Regions from separate parts of the Mus musculus genome. Here region 2 is linked to region 1. A link is a contact called in public HiChIP or PLAC-seq data. All regions are on one chromosome and are shown on one strand. Each heading gives the region's core, a stretch centred on a gene start, on an enhancer-like site or on the middle of the called end of the contact. The rest is flanking DNA. Distances are from core to core; before and after follow the strand shown. Region 1 has its middle 120 kb from the start of Gm41928. Region 2 holds the start of Bcl2 (B cell leukemia/lymphoma 2).

Region 1 (3,460 bases), core at 69-2,568:
CTGTCCACTAAGGTAGGCCATGTTCTTCCTTGGCCAGAGTGAAAGTTTGTGTTACTGGGGAAATCCCTACGGTGACAGTAACACTGCACCCCTGCAACCTCCTTGGCCCCACTGACAGGGGCTCCTTGTTGCTTTACCCATGGTCCTATGCACCCCAAGGGCTCCAGAGGCTCATCCTGCAGATATGTGTGTTCCCCAGCATCTGTACCTCCACTTGAGGTGCTTGGAGCAGGTCCTCGGTGTGTCTGAGGGCTGCTTGGCCACTTTTAAACCTGACCTAGATGTCTTTTCCCATTCTGCACAAGTTCTAAACCTCTCTGGGCCTCCAGCCCTTGCTCAGACATGGTCTGGGCTTCTCTAAGGAAGCTGAAAGGAGACACCTAAGTTGACTTCCCTCCTTTCTCTTTTTTCCTGGACCTACCTTGCGCCCCCCACCCCCTGCCTCAGCTGTGTGAATTCTTGCTCAATGGAGACATAACGAACATCTACATCCCCATAAAGTTCTAATGACAAAGATATATGTAATTCTACCAAAGTTCAACTAGGGAGTTTATTGGCCTTACCTACAGAACATGGGTGAGGGATTGTATATAGGAGCTTGGGTGACCCAAAACAGCTACACTGCAGTCTTCACCCAGCATGGATGGTGGTGTCCCCAATAGTCACACAGATACAGCTTCCTTTAGTCAACTGTCCCCAGTCTATGTACTCCAAGCCACATAAAATTAGGGAAGAATTGCAAACAAATGGCTAGGACAGATGGCTGGAATCCCAGGTAAGGGTTCAATGACTCTCCCTATTCTGTACTCTTAGGGAATGTGCTCAGTCCACAGACCGGCTGGTGGGCACAGGATGGCTGAGCTGCTGTTTGCTTGGAGAACCAAGTTCTTCAGCATCCCTGCAGCTCCTCAGCATCTTGGGGCCTTGTGCTCTGTTCTGCTCCATTTGAGCTGGGCTTGCTGTAGTCCATCCACCTCCTGCTCCTCCAGGCAGGCTCCATCCTACAGTCCCCAGTACCCTCAGAAGGTGAGTGACCACACAGGCCTGGTTGAGAAGATCCCACAGGCTCGGCAGAGGGGTCATTTCTAAGACAGCCCACCAGAATTCAGTGAACCAAGAGTAAGCAATCCAGTCTTGCAGAGTTGATTGACTTAAGAGAGGAGAATGTTCCACGGGGCCGGAAGCTAATCCAGAAAAGGGAAGGTGCCCTGACCCAGTGTGTGGAGGTTGGGAATCCTCCCTTCCAGACATAGCTTTGCTCTGTCTGCTCGATGGAGTGTTCTTCCACCTCCAAGGCAAGCCCTTGACTATTCTCCTTGTCTGCTCCTCTGACCTCCCGAGGCTGCAGATGCCATGAGTCATTTCAATACCGACTCTTCCACACTTGCTCTTGGCAGCCTCCCCGGAAATAAAATGCTTTGCAAGATTAGTATTCACCACAAAGAATGTGTTTCTCCATTTTTTTTTTACAACTCATTTTTTAATCTCAATGGTTTCAGCTTGTTGCAACCACAATGTGTTACAATTAAATATTAGAAGCGGAAGCAGAGGGGGAAAGGTTGCCTTGACAAAATTTATGTCAAATATTGAAGCTTACAGCAGAACAATGAATCACCGTATTAGTTTCTATAGACATGCAGCTGCTCACACAATAGGCTTGCAAAAGTACCTGTCCTTTCACAGAGCAGCATGTCTGCGGACTTGAGCTAAGCTTCCAGGATACTCATGGCTTTTATCCCCAGGGGTTTGGAGGGGAGTCAGGCAGGAGGCTATGGTCCTCATCGCAACATCTTCTGTGCACGGATAGGAGGGCTATCCAGTGTCTGTGCTCATGAGAATCAGTCATTTTTATGACTGTGGTGAGCTAACGTTGAGTCACCAACTCTTCTGCCTGGATACATCTTCAAGGCAGTGCTGAGGAAATAAATTGGGAAAGTCATTGGAAAATTATTACCTGAAGTCAAGATTCCAGATATTTTACCACGGGCTTAGAAAATTAATTTTCTTCTTCCTCCCTCCCCCTCCCTCCCTCTGCCATCTCTCCCTCCCTCCCTCCCTCCTTCTCTCCCTCCTTCTGTCCTGCCTTAAAGCTCAGTGACAGACACAAGATCCTAAACTCTGATGGAACAGCAATGACTCCGCCAGCCTCTCCTTGCCTTCCACACACAAGAAGCTGACGGTGATCACCAGAACCTCGGTAAAAAGGCCAAGCACACAGCTTCTGGGAAGCCATTGGTTCTAAAAGGTGAAACCTTACCTGTCCTTTTAACAATTGATTCCAGCACAAAATCCACTTCCAACATGAGAACAGAGTTAAGCTGCTAAAGGAAACCCTATCTTAAGCTGGATGCATACACGTAGGTGGAAGACAGTGGCTTCTGTCTGGTCATACGATGATCCCCCTTCCTGAAAATGCTGAGAGCAAACTCACATGTATACTGATGCTCATGAACCTATCCAGCATTATTATATGCAAGCATGTATCTATTTTTATCAAGCAACCTGAAGTATATGATGCATTCCATTTTGAGACAGCCCATCAACAGGTTTGGCAGTATGTGGGGCTTATTTCCAGCAGACTCTCTGAGGTAAGAGCTATAGAAGGACTGTGGGCAGATCTCTTCTTGGTCTCCAAGAGGTACTGAAACAAAGAAATACAAGTGTGTGGTTTCTGACACAGTCCTGGAGTCTAGAAGCCCAAAGCAATGTCAGCATCCCCACTCCTCTGAGGCTCTGGCATAACTTACTTGCCTATCTCAGCTTCTATGGGTCGGGCCATCTTCTGGGTTCACTCATCAGTTGCTTTTCCTGTTCCTGGGACAAAATATTTGGCAGAAGCAGTTAAGAGAGAGGTTTATTCAGCTTATGATTACAGAGAGTCTGGGCCGTCATAGCAGCAAAGTCATGGCAGCTGGTCAGAACTAACTGTTGCAACAGGTGTTAAGTGACAGCTTCCCATGTCCTGGTGACCTGAAAATCAAACAGCTCTAACTCTCAAAGGCTTAGCACTCACAAATAGGCAGGTTCTAGAACCTTCTGAAACAGGGCAACCAGCTGGGTACTGCAGGAGCCTGTAGGGGGCATTTGAGATGCAAGCCATATTAAACAGTGTGTACTGTGGGAATAGCGTCCCAGTGCAGGGGATGATGGGTGGTGCCGGGCATGTCTGCAACCATGGCTTCGGGAGAACTGCTCTCAAGGTCGTACCTCTGGCACTGCTGATCAACTGTTTTCTCAACCAGCTCAATTCTCCAGGGGATGTTAGAGGGAAGGGGGACAGGCTGGCACCAGCAGAGAAAAACTATGTACCCAAGCAACTAAGAGACTTGAGAAGGATGGAAGGGTAGGAGGGCAAAGTGCCTGGGAATGGACAGCACTAGAACTTCATTGGTTCACTAGGGCAGTTGTAACAGAGAACCAGTGACTGGCTTGAAAACAGTGCCTCTCCACCCTGGAGGTG
Region 2 (3,069 bases), core at 462-2,961, 310 kb after region 1:
AAGTCATCCCCAGCCCGGCGGAGGGTCAGATGGACCACAGGTGGCACAGGGCTGAGCGCAGGCCCAGCGGTGGCAACGAGGGGCCTGAGAGGAGACGTCCTGGCAGCCATGTCCCGGTGCACAGCGGGCATTGGGTTGCTCTCAGGCTGGAAGGAGAAGATGCCAGGGGTGGGGGCAGCCCCCAGGGGCGCCGCGTCCGCATCTCCAGCATCCCACTCGTAGCCCCTCTGTGACAGCTTATAATGTATGTACTTCATCACGATCTCCCGGTTATCATACCCTGTTCTCCCGGCTTGCGCCATCCTTCCCCGAAAAGAAGCTGCAGGTACCAATGGCACTTCAAGTCCCGACTCCCGCCCCACGGCCCCGAAAGAAAAAAAAAAAAAAAAGAATAGTTATAATCCAGCTCTTTTATTGGATGTGCTTTGCATTCTTGGATGAAGGGGTGTCTTTAGTTACACCGAACACTTGATTCTGGTGTTTCCCCGTTGGCATGAGATGCAGGAAATTTTTATTCAAATTCCTTTCTGCTTTTTATTTCATGAGGTACATTATTTATTAAGCTTTGTTAATATCAGTCTACTTCCTCCGCAATGCTGAAAGGTGAAGAGGCGGGACGACCTAGGAAGTTAAAATCAGGTGTGTTTTCCTTTATATATTTAGGGTAAGAAAGGTATATCCGCTACAAGTTACACGTTTAAAAATGCATTAAACTGTCTGGAAATGAAATTTGCTTGAATGCACTTGAAGTAAAAAAATATTTCAAACGCGTCCATGGAAAGTTATATTAAACAAAATTCCTGTGCAAAGAACTTACTGTATTTTCTAAGGACGGCATGATCTTCTGTCAAGTTTACCCTTTTTTGGTAAAACCCAAACAAATACATAAGGCAACCACACCATCGATCTTCAGAAGTCTCCTTGTATAAGCTTCTTTACAACTTGCAATGAATCGGGAGTTGGGGTCTGGGGGCTAGGTGGAGGAAAAATCAGGAGGGTTTCCAGATTGGGTCCTCACACTCCGGCTTCACTGAGAATGTCAATCCGTAGGAATCCCAACCAGAGATCTCAAGAGCACCGCAGCGGGGCAAAAAGGCAGCGGCGGCGGCGGCAGATGAATTACAATTTTTCAGTCCAGCATTTGCAGAAGTCCTGTGATTCTCCCTTCTTCTCGGCAATTTACACTTGCACACACACGCTGGAGCGCAGGCATGGATCCGTATCCACCGGACCGCTTCAGACCTCCAGGGCAGAGAGACACGCCAAGGGGACGATGGAGGAGCTGGGGGACCGGGACCGGAATCCTCTTCTGATTAAACTCCGAAGGGCCAACGCGCTTTCCGAAACGGGAAAAAAAGCAGCTTGCTAAATGCAGGCACGGACGCGCTGGGGCCGCGGGTGCCCAAGGAGCAGCCCGCGCACTGTGTGTGGTGCGCTGCGGGAGAAGGAGGTGGTGGGGGAGGGTTTGCCCCCCCTCTTTTTCCTAAAAAGGATGACTGCTACGAAGTCCCCCCCTGGTCCCCTCTTCCGCTGCACCCCACCGGCGCACCCCGCCTCCGGGCTGCGCACCCTTTCTCCTCCTCCGCTGCGGGCGGCGCTGGCGGCCGCCTCCTCGTGCTTGCGCCGCGCAGCCCGTTCCACGGTGACGGCTGCGGCTGGGGAGGGCCTGGGCACCTCGGTGTTGGCGGCGGCGGCTCGGCGGGGACCCGGACGCGGGGCGGGAGGACGGGCCGGGGAGGAAGGGGGCGGGCGCGGGGCGGGGGGCCCGGCCTCTTACTTCATTCTCCGCCGGAGCGCCTGGTTTCCTGTACGTACGTCACCGTTCATTCAAAAAAAAGAAGAAAGAAAGCCCTCCTCTGAGCGCCCGCCCGCCGCCTCCTCCCGCCGCCCGCCAGCCGCCCGGGTTAAAGGCGCCGCGGCCGCCCCGGGGAGCGCGCGCCCGGCCGCGGCCGCTGGCCTGGGTGGCGGCCACCCGCGGGCTACGCTGGGCCCCGGACCGTGGGTGGCGCGGGCCTCCCGGGCGGCAGTGGCTCAGTGGGCGTGTGAGGGGCCTCCTCGGGCCTGCGGGGCTGGCTGCTGGCTGGACGTGCCTATAGCCAGGGCCAGGCTGTGGCGAGGCACCTGGATCTTTTCTAACAGGATGGGCACAATTGCATGGATCTTTTTCAACGTGTACAGTGTGCACGACCGCATGGACTTTTTCTATGTAGCATGTGCAGGTCACATGGACCCTTTCTAACCGCGTGCATGGAATGTGCACAATCCAATGGACCCTTTCTAACCACACATAAAGTGTGTACACAGTCGCTCTGTGTGTGTGTGTGTGTGTAGTGCAGTGTATCTACAATCATGTGGACCCTTTAAACAGTGTAGTGTATACAACCACATATAGTGTATAAAATCAAACAGACCCTCAGCTAACCATGTGAACCCCCAAACACTATGTTATCAGCTCTCAGCAGCCAGAGAGATTACCGAGACATATATTGACTCCTAAGTAGTGAGTAGTACCAATATGCTACCCTTGGGTGAAGAGAGGCAACTCCCAACACAGTCTCCAGGATATTAATTACAAATGAAAATACTTAGAATAACAACGTTAGCATGCTTGTTTCTAGGCCCTTTTGTCCAGACACCACAAGCTGTGTAACTTAGAACAGGTCTGAGTACTCCTCTGCTCTGAAGAGCATGATGTGATGTCCACAACCAGCAAGGGATGTGCCTCAGAGGCTGGTCTTTCCTCATCTCTTCTTAGTCAGACAGTGGCAGACTGATGGCAGTCGCTGATGCTCTTGGCTTGTTAAAGAATAGTCAAAGTGGTATGCGGAGTTACTTTGGAGGTGTCCAAGCAGATACCACATGAGCACCCAGGCGCTTTTAGCCTCTATCCAGGCATACCCAACTTGGTGACCAAGGCCAGACCTAACTCGCAGTGGGCCAGTGAAGAGAGGAGAAGAGAACAGCAGAAGTTTGAGTTTCAGGGACAGTTTTTCCTCTGCTCCTAACGCTCCCAGCACTGGGCTGGGGCTGGACCTCAGGGAGTGATACCTGCCACCTTTCAAGGCCATG

The links. HiChIP or PLAC-seq counts read pairs in DNA pulled down with a chosen protein or histone mark.
Region 2: a FOXA1 HiChIP or PLAC-seq map of pancreatic cancer cells shows a contact between it and region 1. The contact joins the promoter of Bcl2 here to the enhancer-like site in region 1. A contact is called at or near these places in 18 of 39 promoter capture datasets (the 3T3-L1 cell line, 3T3-L1-derived adipocytes, the C10 cell line and 11 more), 13 of 484 Hi-C or Micro-C datasets (the AML12 cell line, the MNK3 cell line, Sertoli cells and 8 more), 25 of 115 datasets of contacts at active chromatin or transcription factors (the 230-238 cell line, DN3 thymocytes, T-cell acute lymphoblastic leukemia and 17 more) and 4 of 9 other capture datasets (adipose tissue, embryonic stem cells, liver and 1 more).

What each region holds. Positions count from the first base shown.
Region 1 is chr1:106,399,648-106,403,107 of GRCm38.p6, forward strand. No RefSeq gene overlaps it. Among named protein-coding and RNA genes, the nearest start is that of Gm41928, 120 kb to the right of the region's middle. Within about 2 kb of position 1,319, at least 103 of the 459 cell types and tissues checked have an H3K27ac peak or open chromatin away from gene starts, as enhancers often do. A contact at or near this core is called in the AML12 cell line, the SN4741 cell line, Sertoli cells and 5 more, where this site is marked.
Region 2 is chr1:106,712,579-106,715,647 of GRCm38.p6, forward strand. It overlaps Bcl2 (B cell leukemia/lymphoma 2), which reads right to left and starts at 1,712. Exons shown (of 2, transcript NM_009741.5): 1 at 1-1,712. The coding sequence starts at 302.